Linked DNA regions of Macaca mulatta: region 1 is linked to region 2. A link is a contact called in public Hi-C data. All regions are on one chromosome and are shown on one strand. The core of a region is the stretch at or near the end of the contact, and the rest is flanking DNA. Distances in the headings are between cores, read along the strand shown. Region 1 holds the start of NSL1 (NSL1 component of MIS12 kinetochore complex). Region 2 has its middle 36 kb from the start of GARIN4.

The links. Hi-C and Micro-C count contacts between places; a contact is called where the count stands out from the background.
Region 1: a contact with region 2 is called in a Hi-C map of liver, with 4 times the contacts expected there. The contact joins the promoter of NSL1 here to the enhancer-like site in region 2. A contact is called at or near these places in 6 of 14 Hi-C or Micro-C datasets (CD4 T cells, blood, cortical neurons and 3 more).

The regions. Positions count from the first base shown.
Region 1 is chr1:70,507,496-70,511,971 of T2T-MMU8v2.0, reverse strand. It overlaps NSL1 (NSL1 component of MIS12 kinetochore complex), which reads left to right and starts at 2,221. Exons shown (of 6, transcript XM_015117156.3): 1 at 2,221-2,484. The coding sequence starts at 2,251. TATDN3 (TatD DNase domain containing 3) reads right to left here and starts at 2,155. Exons shown (of 9, transcript XM_077937488.1): 1 at 2,027-2,155.
Region 2 is chr1:70,390,305-70,394,714 of T2T-MMU8v2.0, reverse strand. No RefSeq gene overlaps it. Among named protein-coding and RNA genes, the nearest start is that of GARIN4, 36 kb to the right of the region's middle. Within about 2 kb of position 1,449, at least 19 of the 40 cell types and tissues checked have an H3K27ac peak or open chromatin away from gene starts, as enhancers often do. A contact at or near this core is called in liver, where this site is marked.

The sequences.
Region 1 (4,476 bases), core at 972-3,471, 120 kb before region 2:
TTAAAAAATTATGACATCTCCATTTGCATGGGATTAGGTTTCCCAATATGCCCCAAACATAAATCTTCATTTTCTCTTCACAAACCTATTCCTTCTGCTGACCTCCCCACCTCCACTTCAGACCTTGGTCTTCCCTTTTCTCAGTAAACCAGCACCACCATCTTCCCTATAGCACAAGCTAATAATCTGAGTCATCCTTGATTCCTCCCTTTCCCTTGCTATCCACATTCAATTCTTCAGTACTTATTGTGGATTCTCTCTCTAAAATGTATCTTGAATCCATGTATTTATCTCAAACTCACCTGCTACCATCATAGTACCAACAGCCAACATCTCTTGCCTATATACTGCAAAAGCCTCCTAACTAGTCTTATAGCTTCCACTCTTCTCCATCCATTTGCCATACAGCAGCAAAATGGTGTTAAAATTGATAGCATCATGCTTATCCATTTTTGTGTAATCTCAGGACTTTGGGAGGTCAAGGAGGGTTGATCACTTGAGGCCAGGAGTTCAAGACCAGCCTGGACAACATGACGAAACCCTGTCTCTATTAAAAATACAAAAAATACAAATTAGCCAGGCGTGGTGGCACACACCCATGATCCCAGCTACTTGGGAGGCTGAGACAGGAGAATTGCTTGAGCCCAGGAGGCAGAGATTGCAACGACCTGAGATCGTGCTATTGCACTTCAGCCTGGGGGACACAGACAGACTCAATCTAAAAAATAAAAATAAATAAAAAATTTAAAAAGCCCTTTAATGAATCCACATTGTGCTTCAAATGCAATCCAAATTCCTTACTGACCCACCTCATCTATCCCCTGCAAACCTCCCCAGTTTTGTTTCATGCCTTTCTCTTTCTAGCTCATCAAGCTCCACTCAGCTTTTTGGCAACTGAAATGTGCCAAATTCTAGCTTGTCTGGGGGCCTGCAACCTGTTTCCCTAACTAGCATACACTCAGCCCCTTGCTTGGGTGGCTCCTTGTCTTCTCAGCCTTAAGTGTCAGCTCCTGGGAGGATTTCCCCCTGAAATAAAACCCCCCTTACTCCTCTATTGTTAGTCTCTAGTTTCCCATGTAATGGGTAAAACAGTTTGTAACTGATTTTATGTGTGTATTATTATTTTAATTGAGGCAGGCTCTCACCACATTGCCTAGGCTGGTCTCAAACTCCCGGGCTCAAGCGATCCACCCGCTTCGGCCTCTCATAGTGCTAGGATTACAAGTGAGAGCAACCACACCCGGCCATGTATTTTTTTTCTTTGCCTCTCTCCTCCATTTGTGAAATTTTTCCCCCTTCCCCTTCCCCTTCCCCCTTCCCCCTTTTTCTTTCTTTCTTTTGAGACAGGGTCTCATTGTTACCCAGGCTGGAGTGCAGAGGCGTGATCTCAGCTCACTGCAACCTCCACCTCCTGGGCTCAAGCGATTTTCCCACCTCAGCCTCCCGAGTAGCTGGGACCACAGGCAAGCGCCACCATCCCCAGCTAATTTCTGTTTTTTTTTTTTTGTTTTTTTTTTTCCTGTAGAGACTGAGGTGTCAACATGTTGCCCAGGCTGGTCACGATCTCCTAGACTCAGGAGATGCGCCGCGCCCCGCTTGGCCTCCCAAAGTGTTGGGATTACAGGCGTGAGCCCGCGCCCGACCTGTCCCGGATTTGAACGCGTTTCGAGGACCGCTTCCCACGAAAAGTGGCATCTCAGCCAGGAGGTGACATGCCCGAGAGGAAAAACAGGCCAGCCAAGGGCAGGTGGGAGAACGATTTCAGGAACTCAGAAGAGCAAACAAAAGCCTTGTGGAAATAGCTTACCGCGACTGAATCACAAAAAAAAAAAAAAAAAAAAAAAAAAAATCGGTATGTCTGAGGTTAAATAGGGAATAGGGAAATGAGGGGCAGGTCATATGGCCATAAACAAGGGTCTGGGCGGGGGATATGGGGTTTCATCCCAAGGGAGGAGAGCAAAGATAACACAAGGGGAAAGGACGGGGGCATCCCCGCTCCCTCGGGCCCCGTATCGCCCTCACATACGCGGTCAAAGTCCGGGGCGGAGATGTGGCAGTGACAGTCCACCAACCCTACGCGCGCCGCTCCCATTGCGCCCCCGCGGCCGCGGCCTTAGACGCGCCTGCAGAGCCGGAGCCGGAACGTTTCAGCTGCAGCGTCCTGAGTTTCCAGCCGGATGCATGCTAGTTACACCAGTGGAAACCCACTTTTCCTCTCCCAGAGTGCCCCGCCCCTCGTTCAGACGAAAAATGGCGGGGTCTTCTGAGTTGGTGGTCCTTGACCCCCCATGGGACAAGGAGCTAGCGACGGGGACAGAGAGTCAGGCCTTGGTCTCCGCCACTCCCCGAGAGGACTTTCGGGTGCGCTGCACCTCGAAGCGGGCTGTGACCGAAATGCTACAACTGTGCGGCCGCTTTGTGCAAAAGCTCGGGGACGCTCTGCCGGAGGAGATTCGGGAGCCCGCGCTGCGAGATGCGCAGTGGGTACGGGACCAGTTAGCCACTTCTTTACTTATCACCCCCTTAGCCAACACCCAGGATCTTAGGATTCAGAAAGATCCCACGCCAGGCCTTGGCAGAATTAACGGTGCCCCAGACTACTGTAGAACCAGTCGGAGAAACGCGAGGGGAGAAAGAAATCTATGCTATTATCAGCTGGGTCTTATTAATTACTTAGACCAGCGCTGTGCAGTGAAAATACAAGGCAAGCTAATCCTTATGTAGTTTTAAACTAAAAGTAAGAAATAGGTGAAATTAATGGATATAAAACATTTTGTTTAACCCAATAAACCCAAGATATTTTAACATGTAATAATATCAAATGAATGAGATATTTTACATTATTTTGTTCGTACTAAGCTTTTTCAAATCTGGTGTCTTGCATTTATGGCACATCTTTTGAACTAGCTACATTTAAGTGCTCAGTAACTACAAAGTGGCTGGTGGCTCACCTGTTGGACAATGCAGCCCTAGACAATGAGGAATTCTCCTGGAAAGGGTAATTCCGGAAGTCAGCCATTCACCCAACCAGCATTTGGTCTTTCCTTTTGCCTGATTGATTGATTGATTGAGACGGAGTCTCGCTCAGTCGCCCAGGCTGGATGTCGGCTCACTGCAAGCTCCACCTCCCGGGTTCACACCGATCTCCAGCCTCAGCTTCCCGAGTAGCTGGGACTACAGGCTCCCACCACCACGCCCGGCTAATTTTTTGTATTTTTAGTAGAGACAGGGTTTCACTGTGTTAGCCAGCATGGTCTCGATCTCCTGACCTTGTGATCCGCCCGCCTTGGCCTCCCAAAGTGCTGGGATTACAGGCGTGAGCCACCTCACCAGGCCTATTAACCTTTATTTTTAATGTTTGCGCTGTGGTCTTTCATAACTCACCAATGTGTTGTATTATGAGCTTTTAATTTTTTTCCCCTACCTATAAGTAGATTGATGCCTGTTATAAGGAAGCACACAATCCCTTTCTTTCTTGTCTTCCCAAAAAACTACCACCTTCAGGGCTTTGCAAAAATATTTAAGAAAGGCTGGGGAAATGCGGTATAAGGGCAAATATGTGATCATAGATAGTAAAGTTTTCAACCAACACAATTTTTTTAAACGTATTTTAGTCTTGTAAAGAAAATGTTTTCACTCTAAAACAGGCAAAAGGGGTCGGGCGGTGGCTCACGCCTGTAATCCCAGGACTTTGGGAGGCCGAGTCGGGCGGATCACAAGGTCAGGAGATCGAGACCATCCTGGCTAACACGGTGAAACCCCGTCTTTACTAAAAAAAAAAAATAATAATAATAAAAAATTAGCCGGGCATGGTGGCAAGCACCTGTAGTCCCAGCTACTCAGGAGGCTGAGGCAAGAGAATGGTGTGAACCAGGGAGGCGGAGCTTGCAGTGAGCCAGATGGTGCCACTGCACTCCATCCTGGGCAATATAGCAAGACTCCGTCTCAAAAACAAAAAACAAAACAAAAGGCTAAGTGGAAGAATGAAGAAACACTTAAAAAAAAAAAAAGGTTAAGTGGAAGAATGAAGAAATACTTCCTGGGTTGTGACTCTGTATGTAGTTTTGTATATAGTGACTCTTATGTCATTCCCTCCTTGCAAGCAAGGCAAGAATAGGGATATATCTCAGGACATCTTTTTTTGGGAGAAGACTTTTGTTGTATAATGATCTTAGAATTTGTCTGATTCTAGGAAGTGCTAAGGTATTTAAAACATTTAGGTATCTTACAGAAAAAGAGGAACTTGGCTTAACCTATTATATCCTATTTAGTGGGATGATAAAGTGAATTATAAGATTAAGTTTCCAGGGCTTAGACTACCACAGGAATTCACTTGTGTTTTATTTTAAATAAAGCAGAAGTTTTATGTTGTAACTCTGTTTAAAACTGCATATTAAGTAGCAGATTTTCTTTAAAAACAGTATTGGTAGCAGTCTGCAATGAATATTACAAAGACAATATGTTTTCTCAGCAATT
Region 2 (4,410 bases), core at 200-2,699:
CAGTGCAAGACAGAGGTGTGGAGGAAAGACCTGACTCTCAGAGATAGAAGAGTCAGGAAAGACACAAATAAAAACCCCAAAGAACTCCCAGACACAGACCTCTACAAATTGACTTGTTAACCTTTCGGACCCGATCACAGCGGAAGCAAGGGCTTCACACCATACGAACCTGGGTCAAGGCTAAGGTGTCGGGGCAGGTCATTCTCCTCTGCTCAAGCAAGCTTTATGTGGCGCACACTCTCTCCAGGGCACAAAACAAGCACCATATCCCCCCCACCCTGGCCCCCGTCATCCTCTCAGAAGGGGATCCCTGGCCTAGCAGAGAGCAAAAGGCTACAGCTCTCACCACTCAAAGCTGGGCACGACCCACCTCAAAGCTGGGCACGACCCGCCCCAAAGCAGAGAAGTGGAGGTGAGGACACTCGATAACTGCGCCAGCAGGGCTGTGCATGAAGCCAGCACCTGAGAGAAGACAGGAGGGAGGCAGAATTGAAGCCAGAGGCTGTGGTTTGTGGTGGTCACTATGGCCCACTCTGATTACTATGCACCAGGCGAGAGCCTGTGCTGGGTGCTCCTGAGCATACAGATATGCAAGACACGGCCCTTGGGGGTGGGATGTCCTATAGGAGAAATTAGCCAAAAACACAAGGCTGCCTGCATTGAATGCCAAATGATGGACACACACCATAACTGTCAGAGGAAAAGAAATAATATTTACTAAATACTTACTATGTGTTAAAGCATCTCTAAATGGTTTAGATGTATTTAATTTTTCCAACAGCCCATGAAGCGATTGCTAGTATTATTTCCACTTTATGGATGAGAAAATTGAGGCTCAAAGAGTCCTAAAGAACTTGCTTGGTGTCACACAATTTTTCATGGTAGATCCAGATTTTCAACTCAAAATTCTACCTCTCCAAGTGCGCGCGCGCGGACCTATGCACATGCATGGTTTTCCTGGTGCGAGAGGACTTTGGGAAAGAGAGGTGACACCAGGCACAGGACTCTGGCTCCTACGCATAATTTATTTTTGACACATAGGGGGAACTTCGATGGCTGAGTTTTCAAGCAGAGGGATGTCTTCTAACGAAGAGTTCATTTTTGATGTTTAGTTGTGCAGTCGTTAAGTCTGCGAGTTGCGATGCTGCTTCAGTTGTGCTGTGGGAGAGCAGTGGCCCAGGACTGACCGGCAGGGCTGGGGAGGAGCCCACGGAAAGAGGAAGGGAGGGCAGGGGAGGGGAGAAGCAGCTGTCCCCGGGCTGCCTGGGAGTCACTGGGGAGTCCCAGCCCGCCCTTGGGCCTAGGGCTCCCCGATGGTGCCTCCACTCTTCGCAGGGCCAGGGGGCGAGGAAGGAGGAGGGAGGGAAGAGGAATCCCGGTGGGGAGTGGGAGAGCGTCCTCCGCGACCGCTTGGGTCCTCCGAGGGGCAGCCTCGGAGAGGGTGGCGGCAGTGCTCGGAGTCTCCTGGATCTCAGCGCCATCTCGTGGCTGCTGGCAGGTCTACCTTGAGCCCTCTTGGCGCACACGGAAAACCGGAGCTCGTCCCATCAGCGGCAGGTGCTCTCCGGCCAGCAGTGAGCCCCAGGGGGCTTTCTCCTGCGTCAGGGAGCCAGGAGGGGAAGCAGGCATGGGTGCTGGGACCAGATTTGCCTGGCTCTGTGCTCCTGGGTAAGGACTGATTGTCAAGAGTGGGCCTCCAGTTCTACCCCAGGCCCTGAGGGCCTTGTCCTTTTGCTGGAAGCCCCCACCGTTCTCCCCTACTCCCTCCTGTCTTCTCAAAGGATAGCATAATGGAAGAAATCATCTTTCGAGTACGCAGGCCAGAACCCTGCCCCGTTGCTTATAAGTTGTTGTCCCCGCCTCTCTCTGGGTCTCAACGGTGTCATCTGTTAAAGGGCATAATAACACCAGGAGAAGAATATATTGTAAAGCCTCTGGCACAGTGCCTTCAAGTAGTAGGAACTTAATCCATCCTTGAAGGCGACATCATCATCAGTGGTTACAACAGGTCTCAGTGTTGTGGACGCTCATGCTTAGCAGATGGTAGGTGCTCTGGGAATATTGCAAACGAGTAGCCACGCCTTCTTAGCTCCAGCCCAGGAATGGGACAGTCCTAGTGCTAGATGTTTGCCTAGTCCCATAGATGATAACAGTCCAGCTGGTCTTGCAAACCTAATAAAAATAGCTGTCTATTCTACCCATCAGCCCGGGAGAATGCTCCAGTGTCACTAGTGACTCCTGCTCCCACATCTGCCTGCAGGAAGCCCTCTTGGAACAAAAGTATCTCACTTCTAGGAGGCATCAAGGCAGTGAGGGGAGAGGGCAGTGGTGTGGGTTACATAGACCTGGGGCTCCCTTACCAGGTGAGGACCTGGGGCAGGCCACTAACCTCACCAAACCCCATGTTTGTCCTCTGTAAATCAGGGGTATGATTCTACTTCCCACCTCTTTAGGCTTTTATGGAATTAAAAGAGATTATTCATGTAAAACACTTAGCATAGTAGTTTTAGTGTGCATCAGCATCACCTGAGGATTTATTAAAACAAGAGTTGCTGGGCCCCACCTCAAGTTTCTGAAGCAGTAGGACTGTAGTGTGGCTCCATAATTTATTTGCACTTCTAATTTGCATCTCGGGGGATGTTGGTGCAATCTGTCCAGGAACCGGACTTTGAGAAGGACTAATCTAGCACATACTAGACCTTCAATGAATTTTTATTGTCATTCCCCACTTAAAAATCAAAAGAGAAAATGAGGACATACGAGGAAATGCAACCCAAATCCAGTCAAATAAAACTATGAAACCCACATCTAGCTAGACATAAGAACAGTTCAATTTAACAAATGTTAGTTGAATGCCTTTTTCTATTTATTCCATGTATTTTGTTGGGCAGGGATTCACTCACATGCCCCATCTCTTTTGATGCTCATAACAATCTTGTGAAGTACATCATGATCTCCATTAGGAGGTGAGTGACTTGCTTACAGGCACACAGCTCTGGAAGGCAGAGCACAGTCTCAGTTGGAATCTGCTGACCCAGCTGGGCCCTTTGGAGTGCGTCTCAGACACCTCTGCATGCTGGTGGAGGCCGGCTGGGCTGATGTCAATCTGTCTCAGGTGCTGTCTTCTGAGGGCTTCTGTCTTGACTGACTTTCCTGGCCAAGCTCACTCTCTTAACCAGCTCACATTGCTTTGGGGTCAAGTGGGGATTGGTTTATCCTTGCCAGGCTCACTCGCTCTCTCTTCTCATCCACTGAACACTTGGTACTTTCAGAGCATGGATCCCGGCAGAAGGATGCGGCCATCAGGGCCTGGGGTAGACTGAAGGCTCACCCTTGACAATTAGTCCTTATCCAGGACCTCTAGGTCTCAGGAAGAGTCCCCTTCTCCCCCATGCCGGGCATCTGAGAGGCCTCAGTAGCAAGCCACCTGGAGATGTGGGAGGAGCTGCCATCCTTCCCTACTCCGTGCCTCCTTTGCCTCTCCTAAGTGGGGTGAAGGAAGGGAAGCGCACTACACCTGGGTGGACTCTGGGACGCCAGGATTTTCTCTTTCAGTTTCCTCCTACAGAACCCAGATGGTTTGGGTATTTATGGTTGGTGGAACGAACATGGCCTTAAGAGCAAAATGACCTGATTTGAACCAATGCCAGGTCTCTGCTACCAAAATACTTGGTAGCCATTAGGAAGTCTCTTAATTTCTTTGTGTTAGTTTCATCAGCAAAAATAGGCACAGGAGGACTCGCCTTTCAAAACTGCTGTTTGGTTTGAGTGACATCTATGTGTTAAAGTTGCTGGCACCTAACGAGCGGTGTCTTAGTCCGTGCAGGCTGCTGTAACGAAGTACCATAGAGTGGGTGGCTTACACACAACCGGAATTTGTTGCTCACTATCCTAGAGGCTGGGAAGCCCACAGTCAAGGTGCTGACAGATTCAGTGTTGGGTGAAGCCTGCCTTCTGGTTGTGTCCTCACATGGTAGAAAGGGTGAGAGGTCCCTCTTCGGCCTCTTTTATAAGGGCACTAATTCCATTCAAGAGTGCGCCACCATAATCACCTCCCAATGGCCTATGATTGGGAGTTAATCACCTTGATAAGGCCCCATCACCTAATACCATCATGTTGGGGTTAAGATCTCAACATATGAGTTTTTTGGGGGATGGGGGGGCACAAACATTCAGACCAGAACAAACACCAAATAACTCTATTTTCCTTCATTTGGTATTTACTAAGCACTTACTGTGAGCCTATCCGTGGGGGTACACAGGTGAGTAAGCCAAAGTCCTTGCCTGCTGGGAGCTTCTACCCCATACCCTTGGCCTGTGTGGACAATGAGGCAGGCCTGAGACCAGATCTCACTGGGGGAGTTGGGTGTAGGAGGCAAGGCTGCTGGTCTGGGGATGGGCGCTCAGGGT